Regions from separate parts of the Mus musculus genome. Here region 2 is linked to region 1. The links are chromatin contacts, called in public HiChIP or PLAC-seq maps. All regions are on one chromosome and are shown on one strand. The core of a region is the stretch at or near the end of the contact, and the rest is flanking DNA. Distances in the headings are between cores, read along the strand shown.

Region 1 (6,530 bases), core at 1,692-4,191:
CAGCTGACCCCTGTGAGAGAGTCATTCAGTCCCCGGATGGGTCAACACACACAGGTTGAGAACCACTGGCCTAGAGAGACTCAGATTCCCAGAAGAAAGCCAGAGGTGAAAGTTTGAGCTTAGGGATCAGCGTTAAAAGGGGCTGAATGGGTGAACTAGAAGTAGGGACAGTTAGAGAGGAAAATCTGTGTGGACCCAGGTTTGGGACTGCAGATAAACCCAGAAGTTTATGGGGGAGTGAAGACCAGGCTAAGCCTCGATGTGTGGGTAAGGGGTAATTGACTTTCAGAGGCAGTATAATGTGAAGGTTGCTGTGTACGTTCTGGAGCGAGGTTTCTGGGTCCCAGATCCAAACCTAGCAACTGTGTTCAGGTTCCTTCCTTTGTCTAATGGGGATAGGAATGGAAACAGCGCATACCTTGAAGGTTTCTGTGACTGAACACAAATGAATATATGTAGGATATGCAAGTTCATCCATCGGGTCAGACACAGCTGGGATTTGAGCTTTAGTGACCCTCAAAACCTGGAGATTTGAGGAACCTGCTGGGGCTGGAGTGTTTATGAGGAACACCACACACACACACACACACACACACACATACAGAGAGAGAGACAGAGACAGAGACAGAGACAGACAGAGACAGACAGTGGGGGGAGGGGAATGAGATCTCAATTCTCTTCAGAGGTCTGACCCTCAAGGTCAATGTCACCAGCAAGGTGATTAATTGTGAGAGAAAACCATAAGGGGGTTCAAGGCTCTCAAGGACGCTGGAGAAATTTTGAGATCAAGGAGCCAGAGTGTGACTTCATCAGAATCCATCAGGAACTTGCTGGGGCTCCTGGGGTTTGGATGGAGAAAGCATGGGGTTCCAGACAGGTGAGCCAAACAGAAACCAAACAGCAGTGCAGGGCTCAGCTCTTCCTATCATAGCACGTGCAGCGTTAGGAGCAGGTCCCAGTAGGCTCAGTGTCTAGAAAACAGAGTGTAAAGGCTCCTCGGCTGCAGGGAGACCTGGGCTAAGGGATGCCTCTGCCACAGCCATAGCATCACTGACCTGCTGAGACCTGACAAGGTCTAGGGAGGAGTTCACTGTGCTGGGGCTGGGGACCAGTGGCTGGGAGAAGGGGGCATTCTGGAAGGTGTATTGTAGGGGTCACCTGACTTCCTCTTACTCCCAAGGGGGAAAGATATGGATTCACTGGAATAGCCCACTGGGTTGATCCTACCACAGCTGGCCCCAACTGCTGCTGTGACATGTGCCAGGCCTTGGAGGAATGGCCCAGCCTAAAAGCTCAGCGACTCACTGGGAACAAGACAGACCAGGAGCTTTCCACAACATGGGCATCTCATGAGCCCTGCTAAAGGAGCAGGCTGCAGTCAGCCTGTTAGGATAGAGCAGTCAGGGAGGGCTTCCTAGAGGAGAAGGCCTTTGAGCTACACCCAGAAGGATGCCCTGTTTTCAGCAGAAAGGGTCTAGAGAGGACATCAGCTTTACATCCGCAGAACTACCTAGGGCCTAAATATACATCATGGAGGCCTTAAACAGCCGCCCTGCCTCCGAGGACTCAGGTAAGGAGTGATGCCTCCCAGATCCTAGTCACAAAGCAATCCATGCAGTGGCTATCAGAGGGCTATTCTTACAGTCCCCAGAACCCTGCTGTGGTATGAGAGGTATAGCAGCTGCAGCCCAGCACACAGATTCCGGGGCTTCTTAGCCAGATGCTTAGCCACTCTCAGCATAGATGGACAGGTGCCTTGGAAGTCGGTAGAGAGCTACAGGTCTGAGGAGCAGTCTGCCTCCAGGACAGGAGCCACCGCAGGGAGGGCCAGAGCCAGAGCCCACTGTGTGTAGAAGACTCTAGAGGGATCCTGGGAGGGGGCTGTGAGGGCAGGGTATACACTTGGCTGGGGCAAAGAGAAAGGAGAAGCAGGCTCTTTCCCTGGGGGTGATTCAGCATAGACTCACACATGCCGTCCTGTGCGGTTGGGTTGAGGAGGGAAAGGTCTCAGCCCAAGGGAGCTACTGTCTGTCTAATGGAGAGGGGAAGCCAGTACCATCAGGGAGCTGAGCTCACTCTGATGGGAAAGTGGGAAGTAGGGGTGATTCCTGGGCCAGAAAGGAAGGGGGAGGGACGTGGAAGGACCTGCACCAGGAAAGGCAAGCTAAGGCACAGGCACCAGGGAAGGGATCAACAGGGGGGTACGCCTCTACAAGTAGGGACTTAGCCAGGCCTCCTGGGCGGAAGATCCCAGCTTCTGTGTCTACTCCGGGAAGGTCAGTGCCTGTGTGACAGCAACCCGTCTGTGTGTTTTTGCGTGGTGTAGCCAGATTGATGGAACTGCAGGTCAGAGAGGACAGCAACTGTGCATACAGGGTTCTCTCTAGCTAGGGTCTACCACCTGCCTCTGGGATGTTAAAGTCCAGGGTAAACCAGGTCAAAGAGAGAGGGAGGCACAGGGTCAGGTGACAGCTGTCCTGGCAGGTGTGCCATCATCTGGCATGAGGACTGCTGTGGGGCCCGAGGTGGCCTCATTTCTCACCTAGCTCCCTGCTGCCAACATGCCCATGGTGCTATGGGTAGCTGGCCCTCCTTACTGAGCATGCTCTGTGAAGAACAAATGTCTATCCCCCACTGGCAGTTGGCACAATAGATAACCAAGGGCCAGGGCAAGCTAGTGACCTGCCCCAGCCACACGGCAAATAGAGCCCCACGCCACTGCGATCCTGGAGGCTTTGGGATAAACTGGTCGGACTAAGATCTGGCCAACTCCTCTATCCCTCAAACACACTTCCCTCTAAACACACATGCAGGGTCCTGTGCCTTCTCAGCTTGTCTTCACCCTACCAAAAAACAGAGGCAGCGACCGACCCAGGAAGGCCTGGCCAAAGCCTGGCTTGGACCAGGTCTCCTGGGATGGCAGTAAAGTCCCTGAGCCCGCTGACTGAGAAGCAGCCTCTCAGCTCTGCAAGCATAAACATGGCTATTTTTAGCCCTCACAGGGCTGTGAGTGTAGCAATGTGACCTGAATTTGGCTTGGCCACCTCATCCTGCTTCACCCCAGGACAACAGGCCTCTCCTGGCCCTGACTCTCCCCGCCATCTCAAGGCAGGGCTGGGAGTTGCTGGGCATGAGGAGGAAGGAAACTGGGCTGGCTCAGGCAGGGGTCCTCGGAAGGATGGCCAGAATGCAGTCAGGCCCATGTGGAGGCCAGCTTGGCTTCAAGGACAGGATGTAGTAGGCAAAGTGGCAGTCAAGTCTCAAGGGAGATGTGGGAGCCATCTATGTTCTGTGTTTTTTCTGTGGTGCTGAGTACCCCTCTGGTCTGACTGGGCCTCAGGAAGCCGGGGTTCTGCCTCTGCCTCATAGACTCTCAGAAAGGGGAGGCTGTTCCCAGTCCTTAGCATCGTCATCTAGGGAGTAGGAAACCTCTCAAATGTTTCTTCAACTTTTCCTTCAGCAAATCCCGAGCTCTCCCATTTTGTGCCAGCCACTGGACATGACCACAGAGACCAGCCTGACTAGGAGCCTAGCTTCAAGGGCTGTTGTTCTTGGGCAGAGATGGGGTGGGACCATGGAGGGCAGAATAAATACATACAGAAACAGTTAGCTTTTGCAGTGTGCAGTATAGGAATGACATTGACTGTTGTTGCAGAAGGGACTGTGTGTGTGTAGATAAGGCTACCACAGGGAAGAACCTCTTGGGAAACAGTGGAGCTGGTCACAGTGTGGGCATGGAATTTGAGAAGGAAAGACAAGTGCAAAGGCCCTGGGGCAGGGAGAGTTTATAAGATGAGGTGGGTGAGCAGAGACCAGACGTACACAGGGGGGAGGTGACAAACAGGACAGGTTATACTGGTGGAAGGAACGGTGGGCTTGTGAGCACATGATATGAGGGTCTGTCAGGTGCTAAGTAACTTGTCTGGGGGCAGCCTCAGAGCCAAGGACAGTTGATTGGTTTCCAGGTCCTACCTATGGATCTTGGGCCTGGGCACCTGAGGGGTGGACATCAGATGATCCAGTAGAAATGGTGGAGAAAGAGGGGAAACTGGATAAGGGAAAGCAGAGAGTGAAAGGGCGGTGTCATAGCAGATCACTAGTTGGCCATGTCTGTTGACATCCAAGCAGAGAGAGGCTTTACAGATCAAACCCTGGGGCACTCTGCCAACCTCCTGGGGCAGTGTGGGTGGGACTGACCTGGGCTTCGTTTCTGTTCATCTGGAACCGTGGCTCTCCAAAGCTTGACCTGTAGCTTGCCTGTGCTGGGTGGAGCTGTGTGCAGTGGGTGGAGTCTGCAGCCTTGGTACAGAGGGTTAGGAACCCTACCTGGGAGAGTAAAGTTGGCATGCGCAGAAGGTGCGTGCCACAGGCATGGAACAATGTACCCTTTCTCCTGGCCCTGGGCCCTGGGTATCACTGCTACTCCCTGTTCTCAGCTGAGAACTTCTGATTGTGACATAGCAGCTGCCTCTGCTGTGCCCACTGGGGTGTGGGGCTTTTCATGACAGACTTGGTTTCCCTGTGTTGTGTGCTGGCCAGCATCTTGGACATGGCTTCCTAAGCCACTGAGTTTCTACCTGAGACTCCAGAATGCAGTGGAAGATTCTCAGAGCTTTAGTACTAGAAAGGTCATTTTGTGAGTAAGTCAGGGCCAGTAGGCTGGGTCTGGCAGAGCCCAAGGAAGCCTGTTAGTATGGGATAAAGCAGAGAGGGCTCTGATAGCCATTTCTTGCAAAAGTCCCTGTACAGGCTTTGCCTGGTTGATGGTGATGTCTTGCTGTGGCCATTATGGAGGTCTATAAACTTCTGCAAGCCGTCAGCGAATACCAGGTTAGCTCAGCTCCAGCTGTATTTCTCCAATCCTACCCTGAAACTAGAATCTACATTTTGGGGTTGAGGGCTTGGATCCTTTACTGTTGAGGTTTCTTTGAGAGCCATTATCCTAGGGGTTCCAAAACTAACGAAGAGGCTCTGAGTCCCAGTGATCCTAGTGGTAGCTTTGAGGACTGTCTATGTATCTGTGTCTGTCTGTGTCTTATGCAAAGGGTGTGTGTGTGTGTCTGTGTCTGTGTGTGTGTGTGTCTGTGTGTTTGTGTCTGTGTGTGTCTGTGTCTGTGTGAAAGACTGTGTGTCTGTGTGTGTGTCTGTGTGTGTCTGTGTGTTTGTGTCTGTGTGAGTCTGTGTGTGTGAAAGACTTGTGTGTGTGTCTCTGTGTGTGTGTCTGTGTGTGTGTCTGTGTGTCACTGTGTGTGTGTGTCTGTGTCTGTGTGTATGGGTATGTCTGTGTGATTGTGTTTGTGTGTGTCTGTGTGTGTGTGTGTGTGTGTGTGTATCTGTCTGTCTGTCTGTGTCTCCGTGTGTGTGTATGTCTATGTGTGTCTGTGTGTGTTTGCTGCTCTGGGTTGGTGCTGTGATAGAAAGTGAGGAAAAGAGCAGCTGTTGCAACCAATTGTCACCAAACTGTCATGAAATGCTATAAATATTTTCTAAAAGACAAACTTCCCAGGCTGATGCATTAGTACCTGCTTGGAAGCTGACTCCTGAAAATTAAGACAAACCACCTCTTAAATCATAGTTGTTAACCTCAGGTGTAAAAGCTGTTAGCACAGCCACGGGTCAGGGTGACTGCGCAGCACCAACTCAGCAGCACGGCAGACGGGGGGCCTTGGCTAACTTGGAAGGCTTGGATTACCCGGCTTAGCCTCTCAATGCTCTGTGACTTTGAGTCAGTGAGACCATGTGTCTGAGCCTCCTTTTCTGTCAACAGTGTGATAACCCCTCAGATCCTGCCAACCTTGAGATGGTCTCACACTCCTACAACGATAGAGATGGCTGTGCTGGGTGACTCAGGACCAAGGGATCCTGTCTGTCCTCAGACCACTCTTCTTCTTAGCCCCGCATCAAGGACAGCTTCCAAAGGCCAAGAACTTACTTGCTGTTGCCGTCTTCTGACAGAGCAGGGCTGCCATGGGCTCCAGCCTGTGGTGGACCATGGATCACAGCACCATGTTCTTGAGTCTGCTCTCTTCTTTAACTTGTATTCATGGTGGCTGATGCTGATTTCGTTTACGGTAGTGCTGAATTTTTTTTTAGGAATGTACTTAACTTGCAAGTTGACTTCAAGTAGAACATTCTGAAAAGGTCCGATAGGAGAGGGGAGCAATAACAAAGGCAGGATTGCAGTTGGGATGCTGTTTGGGCTGCCTTTTCTCTGAGGGCTCACGGAGTTCTGTCTTGAAACTGTAACTAGGGAGAGCTACTGGAAGGACAGATTCCGGTGGCCTGTCACTGCCCCCAACAACACATGGAGAAATCCCAGGCGGAGGGCCCAGACAAAGGGAAGCTGCTGTGTTTCTACAGTGTTTGAGCTAAGAGTCTGGAAGGGTCCTACAGCACACCCATCTCCTCACACCCACAGTGTGTTTCCCATGAAGATCTCAAACTGGGTCCCAAGTTTGCACCTGCCAGCTGGTATCTCCCAGACCAGACCCAAGATTAGGCCTCATCTACACTGGCAGTGGTTTAGCCCA
Region 2 (6,530 bases), core at 2,278-4,777, 180 kb after region 1:
CCTGGTTGTTGGTTTCTGGAGAGGACGATTTGTTTGTTTTTTTTCTACCCCGTCCCTCAACGGCGGATCATTGTTCTCTGTTGAGGGGTGCCCTCGTTTTGGGGTCCGTTACTTCCTGGTTTGTTCGGTTTTCATTTTCTCCAGGCATCCCGTCGTTGTGCCTCCGTCACCTCACCTCTCTTTTCTCCTGCTCTCTCCTCCTCCACAGATGCCCCACGCTGGCAGTTCTGACCAGCCCCATCCCTCCATACAACAAGGTTTGCACGTACCACACCCCAGCAGCCAGGCAGGGCCTCCATTACATCACAGTGGGGCTCCTCCTCCTTCCCAGCCTCCCCGGCAGCCACCACAGGCCGCTCCCGGCAACCATCCACACAGCGACCTGACCTTTAACCCCTCCTCAGCCTTAGAGGGTCAGGCCGGAGCACAGGGAGCATCCGACATGCCGGAACCTTCACTGGATGTAAGTTGGGGTCACCACACACCTTGGTCTGGGGCCAGGCTCGGCACCGTGACCTTCCCAAAAGAAGGGGGGTACTTAAGGGCTCAAGGCCCCGGGTGGAAAGGTGGGTGGGTGGTGGATGGGCCCCAGCCAGTCTCCCCTGACTCTAGCACTAGGAAGCCCCATATGGGGGTGTGTCATGCAAGCCCCACCCCTACCCATCAGCCCTTTGGCCCGATAGCCCTGTTCCTCAGTCCTACCCACCTTCTACGTAAGCCCTTGACCAATCCCTCCAGTCAGAGCCTTGGAGATAGTGCAAGAGGGTCCTTGCCCTTCTTCCCATCCCCTCCCTCACACCCCCATGTCAAGCTTGCTATTTCTGTATCTACCTTCTGGCCTGGGCAGGGGAAGAGCTAAGAATGACACCCCACCCACCATCGTCTTGCTGGTCTTGTCTGCTTGCGGTTTCCCTGTCCGTGTGTCTCCATTCCCTGCTTCCGCTTGCTCCATTGCTCACTCCAAGAAGTCTCCATGTCGGATGACAGAAGATGATGTGGGGAGGACATGACTCGAGGGAGACAGGGTCAAACTAGGCAGCTGAGACTCAAGCATCTCCCATTCCAAGACCTCAGGAGTATAGAAGGCGGGGTGGTGGGCATCACAGAAAGATTGGGACTGGACACTTTCCTCTCCTACCCCCGCCAGGGGCTGGAAGCTGTAGCCAGCCCCCATCCCTAGGTACTGAACTCCTGGCCCTGCTATCAACACCCACCACGGTGGCATCAAAGAGCTCTTGGCAGGGAGAACTGCAGTGCTGTCTAAAGTTTGCAGATGTCTTGGTTTCTCACCCAACTCTCCTTCCTTAGCCAGACTGAGGGATGCTTCTAGATTCAGGAGCTCCTCTGCCCCTGTGTGACATACATACTTCAAGGGTGTCACACGGGGAGTGGGGACAGGGGAGCACAGGGACAGGACAGTATGGCCAGCCACTAGTTCACTTAAGATTACAGGAGAGTAGTCTCGGGCACTGTGGGGACCATCTGGTCTTCCCACGGCCTGCCTTGTGGTCATGGATGAAAACCGAGGGCTTATACCAGCAGGCTGTGTGACCCAAAGATGCTCTTGGCAGGGTCTGAGAGGACAGAGGAGCAATCAAAAGGAATCCAGCCCTTGATCTGCCATGGGGCTGACATTGAGAGGAGGGGTCAGCCCAGTGGGTCTCCCCGGCCTTGGCATTTGTTGAGTGTGGGTATGCCTGCCCCCAGCTGAGATGCAGTGGTCTTGGGGACAGCCGGCAGGCCCATACTTGACACTGTTAAGTTTTCTGTCTTTGAGGTAGAACTCCAGGAGGCAAGCGGAAGGGAGTGAGAAGGCCAGAGAGAGCCCTCACTCCTCCTGGAGCAGCCTCAGACACCTCAACGAGGCTTCTTCTTTTCTAGCTACTGCCGGAACTCACAAACCCGGATGAGCTTCTTTCCTACCTGGACCCCCCCGACCTTCCAAGCAATAGCAACGATGACCTCCTGTCTCTCTTTGAGAACAACTGAAGGCCACTCTCCACTGGGGCCATCCCTCCCCACTCTGCCTCCTACCCCATCTGTCCCACATCCTATTCCTCCCAGGAGCCCATGCTCAGGCCTCCCACACCAGGACCTCAGGCTGAGAGCTGAGCAGAGCACACTAGGCAGGGAAAGCCATGTGGGTCTCCAGTCCTGTTTGCCTGAATGCTCTGGGATCTATGCCTAGAGCAAGCCTGAAGACGGCCCCTGGAAGACAAACCCAAGCTGAGGGAATCCAGGCCCAGCAAGAGACATGCCAATGGCGACTGTAGGTCCCTCCATGTGTGCTGACTCCAGACAACCGACCTTCCAGTGTCCCAAAGTTCTTCCATGTTTTTAAACCTTATCCCCGCCTCTTGGCCCAGAGCCTCCTTCAGATGACTGGAACCCGAAAGAAGCCTGTGCTCCGGCCCCCAGGCCAGGGTAGTGGACAAGCCTTGGAGGAGTGGTGACAGTTTGCAGCAGTGAGGAAGGACACGCACACACACACACACACACCACAGAAAAGCACAACCCTCTGGGGAGGAGACCATCCCTCAAGGCCGGGGGTCGTGGCTTTGGCCTCTGACTTCTAAGCCAAGATGCCCTGTAAACACTCTCTCAGCAGAACAAGGACAAAGTGCCGTGTCTGAGAGAGAGTGCCACACCTTGTAGGGACTGGCAGGAAACAGGTCAGGGCCTTCCCCAGAGCCAAGACAATGCAGAGGAGGGCTCCTTAACTCAGACCAGGGCCATGCCTTGCGGGGAGCAGAGAGTGTGTGCACCACACCAAAGGGAGCCCTCCGTTAGTTAGAGGCCAGAGGACGATGCCAGCCAGAGCCCCACAGAAGCAGCCAGGGCCTTGCAGCTTTGCCCCAAGCCAATCCCTGCTTTTAAATGACCCGCAGCGGGGAGCTCTGAAGAAGGAGCTCTGAAGGAAAGGAACATTGTATCTGGACAGCAAGCAAGCCATTTCCCCCCATGTTCTCTTTCCTTCCTCCTACCCATACTTCCTTCTCTGAGACTATTCCATGGGACCCACTTCCCTCTGGGTTCTCCTTTCCCCAGACAGCTGTAGGGGCACATGGTAGGGAAGCAGCATAGGCCCCCAGGGAAACGACTCCACAGCAGGGCCTTCATGGATCTCCAAGTCTCTCAGTCTGGTCCAGCAGGTTCTCTGCTCAAAGCTGCCTGTCTCCAGCCCAGACCTTTGCTGGGTGCACCAGAGCATCTCAGCAGGCAGGCATTTTGTGGCATTTATGGCCTGTCACTCCCTGTATTTCTCCCTCCATCCAGAGCTCGCTCCACACTCCTGCTCACCCAGCAAGTGCAGCCTCTGGCCCTCCTCTGCTTTTTCACTCCATCCAGCTTAGAGTCCCCTGCTGGCTTGTCACTCGCCTGCTTTGTGCCAGGCTGGTCTGTGTCCCCCTGAGCCTCATGGCCTACGGTGATGCCTGTGGTGATGCCAGGTTGTCCGCTCACATGAGTCCCATCTGTAAATTCTTTGCTCCCTTCTCCGATGCTGCCACCCAAGGCCTTCTCCTGCCTCCTGTCCACTGCCAGCGTCCTCATTTGTCATCGGTCATTAGCCTCCCTCTGTGCTCCCTGGCACTCTTAATATAGATTGAACCAGAAAGGTGACCCCTAGCTGTTGACTTATTGTCACCCTAAAAAAAAAAAAGGCACAAGGAAAGCTGCCACCTCCCCACCCCTCCTCTTCCTTTGTCCTGTTGTTAAGGTTTTTTCAAGCAGTGTGTTCAGTATGCAAATCAATTATTTTAAGAATCGCTTTTGTAAATATCTTTGTGAATATTTTAGTATTGTCTTTGATAATATTCAACATTTTCATGACCTGGTTATAGCCTTTGCTGGTGTTTTTAAAATATCTTGACTCAGTGACAAAACCCGAGTCCTTTTTTAAAAAAACAAAAACAAACAACAAAAACAAACAAAAACCAACCAGGGCTATTTGTACAGATGAGAGAGGAGCAGAAGAGGCGGCTGTGCTCGAGTTGAGAGACCAGGCAACCCACTGTTGAGAACCACTCTCAGTCAGCTGGTAGGGACATTACACCAGGTACCCCGTGGCTATCCCTACCCAGTGTCGGTGGCCCGGCACAGGGCCGTGCTCTGTCGGACTGTACGGATTGTTCAGCTTCAGACTGACAAATGCCTTTCTCACAAGTTCCTGCTTCTTGCCGTGATACTGTGCCCCAGAACAGCCTGGGGTCCCTGCTAGTTCCTGTCAAGGCATGCCCAGGTTCTCCACAGCTTTCCAGTGCAAAAGGCCTAGACACTCCCAGTAGCCCAGCCTCTCTGGTCATCTCTCCGTTCACACCCGAGGCTACACCTGAGGCTGATTTCCTAAGGCTCCCTCCCAGGCAAGTGCCCACCAGCAAGTTCACCACAGAGCCTGAAGCCCACACTCCGGAAATGTCTCCTTCCAGAGAAATGTTGGAGCCGATCCAGGGTTTGAGAGAGCTACAAAGACATCGGGGGCTGGAGCCATGCCTTGGTAGTGACAGACGCAGGTAAAGGTGACATCCATAAACAGAGGCAGGCCTAGGCTCTGGAAAGATCCTCAGTCCTTTCTTACAACAACTTGGAGCCATAGTAACCTCCGAAATGAGGTCTCAGCAAGCCACTTTACCACAACGAGCAACCCACCCATAGGCACGTACCAGCCGCCACTCAGCTAAGCGGCTGGGCTGGGAGAGAGCATGCGCAGATGGGAAAGGCCCCGCCCCCCGCACAGGCGATCACCCTCATCTTCTTGGTTTGAAGCTTTATTCATGTCTCACGTATCCTGTAGCCATTTTATTTTTTAAAAGATTCCTAACACTTTCTCCCTAACGGAAGCCCTAAATCCCAGAGAGCTACAGGTCTGCTCCCCATGGGCCCTCGGGCCTGACCAATCCAGACGAGGCAGAGAGCAGCAGCGACTCAAGGGCCGTGTGTACATATGTAAATGAGAAATAGACATGTCAACAAGATACATTCATTTCTCCCGGAATGTGTATTGTTTTTATTTTACAAAACAGAGAAACAACAAAAGGCTTGGAACTCCTTCATTCTACGTGGAATACTAGATCCCGTTTGTTAGCCTTCGTGACTCCGTCCTTGTCTCCTGTAATATACTGACCCTGTGTGCAGAGGCGTTTTTGTTCCCTTTTGTTTTTATTTTTACCTACATGTACTATTTACCTTCTGTGTCCTGGCCCTGCCACCTGTGTATTTTTAGGGTGCTATGGAAACAATGAAGAGAAACGGGGATTTCAGAAGAAAATTGTAACCAAATTCATATACTTTGTATAAGTTTTTGATATCATGATCACAGGTGATTCACACGTACACACATCCACACCCACACGTGCAGCCTGAAGTGACGTCCACAGAACCCGCCCTTGTCTTTGTACATCGTATGTACACTGCAATCATTTCATACTTTTGACTGGTCAGAAAAAAAAAACTAATTGTGATTTCTAGTCTTGCAAAGCTGTATGCAGTTAGATGATGTGACCTCTAATATTTATCTAATAAATATGTATTCAGATGAAACCTGTATATTAGGTGTTCATGTGGTTATTTTGTATTTAAAGATCAAATTATTTGATTATTGCTAGACATTTCTATACTCTGTTGTAACACTGAGGTATCTCATTTGCTCATGTTAATTTTTTTCTAAATAAATGGACAAAAAATGAAGGTTCTGGTGAGTTAGCTGTTTTATGGGTGTTAAGGACTGGTCTGAGGGAATGGCCTTTGGTGTTTTGTTTTGTTTTAAGATTTATTAAGTTTACAGCATTCTGCCTGCACATATGCCTTAAGGCCAGAAGAGGGCACCAGATCTCATTATAGATGTTTGTGAGCCACCATGTGGTTGCTGGGACTTGAACTGAGGACCTCTGGAAGAGCAGACAGTGCTCTTAACTTCTGAGCCCTCTCTCCAGGCTTTGGTTTTTAAACCACCACCCTATCCTGCTGGTCTGTGCACACACAGAAACAATGGAGTGGTCTGGGTGTTGATGTGGAAGAATTCTGCCCTGGTGTCCCCAGATGAGATCCTGAAACCCATGTGACTGTGAATAGCTCTGGGCATCTGTCCCTCTTGGTGAGGAGCGATATCTCTTGTTGATGGCTTGTGGGACAAAGTTTTGTGATGACTGGCTAAATATAGGACCCTCAACAGGACCAAGTCCTGAAGGGGAGCTGAGTCCTTAGGCCATCTGTGACTCAGGCTAATAGCCTTTGCTGAGCCTCTGACAGACTAGGAACAGGAGCCTGTCCGTGTCAAATCAGGTTCTGTCCACAGCATCTAGACACAGCCATAGTCCATAAATGCCTTAACAACTGCTCTCCTTGCAGGCTATGCAGCGCTGTCTATGGCCACCTGGCTTCTGCCCTGCTGCTTCCCTGCTCTGTTCCCAGCCAAGCTTGAGTTTACCATGTGACTGCATTTTATATAGGTTCGATCCTCAAGCCTCAATTCTAACACCCAGCACAGACTATTTTTGTGTGTCCAGTTTAAGTTTTTGGGAAGTAGATCAGAT

The links. HiChIP or PLAC-seq counts read pairs in DNA pulled down with a chosen protein or histone mark.
Region 2: an H3K27ac HiChIP or PLAC-seq map of microglia shows a contact between it and region 1, with 4 times the contacts expected there. The contact joins two enhancer-like sites. A contact is called at or near these places in 4 of 115 datasets of contacts at active chromatin or transcription factors (embryonic stem cells and microglia) and 2 of 9 other capture datasets (adipose tissue and liver).

The regions. Positions count from the first base shown.
Region 1 is chr14:25,485,235-25,491,764 of GRCm38.p6, forward strand. The region is part of intron 1 of Zmiz1 (zinc finger, MIZ-type containing 1); the gene reads left to right. Among named protein-coding and RNA genes, the nearest start is that of Zmiz1, 29 kb to the left of the region's middle. Within about 2 kb of position 2,942, at least 173 of the 459 cell types and tissues checked have an H3K27ac peak or open chromatin away from gene starts, as enhancers often do. A contact at or near this core is called in microglia, where this site is marked.
Region 2 is chr14:25,661,059-25,667,588 of GRCm38.p6, forward strand. It overlaps Zmiz1 (zinc finger, MIZ-type containing 1), which reads left to right. Exons shown (of 24, transcript NM_001310666.1): 23 at 209-463; 24 at 1,882-5,685. The coding sequence ends at 1,989. Gm52102 (a long non-coding RNA gene) reads right to left here and starts at 209. Exons shown (of 4, transcript XR_003951090.1): 1 at 1-209. Within about 2 kb of position 3,528, at least 22 of the 459 cell types and tissues checked have an H3K27ac peak or open chromatin away from gene starts, as enhancers often do. A contact at or near this core is called in microglia, where this site is marked.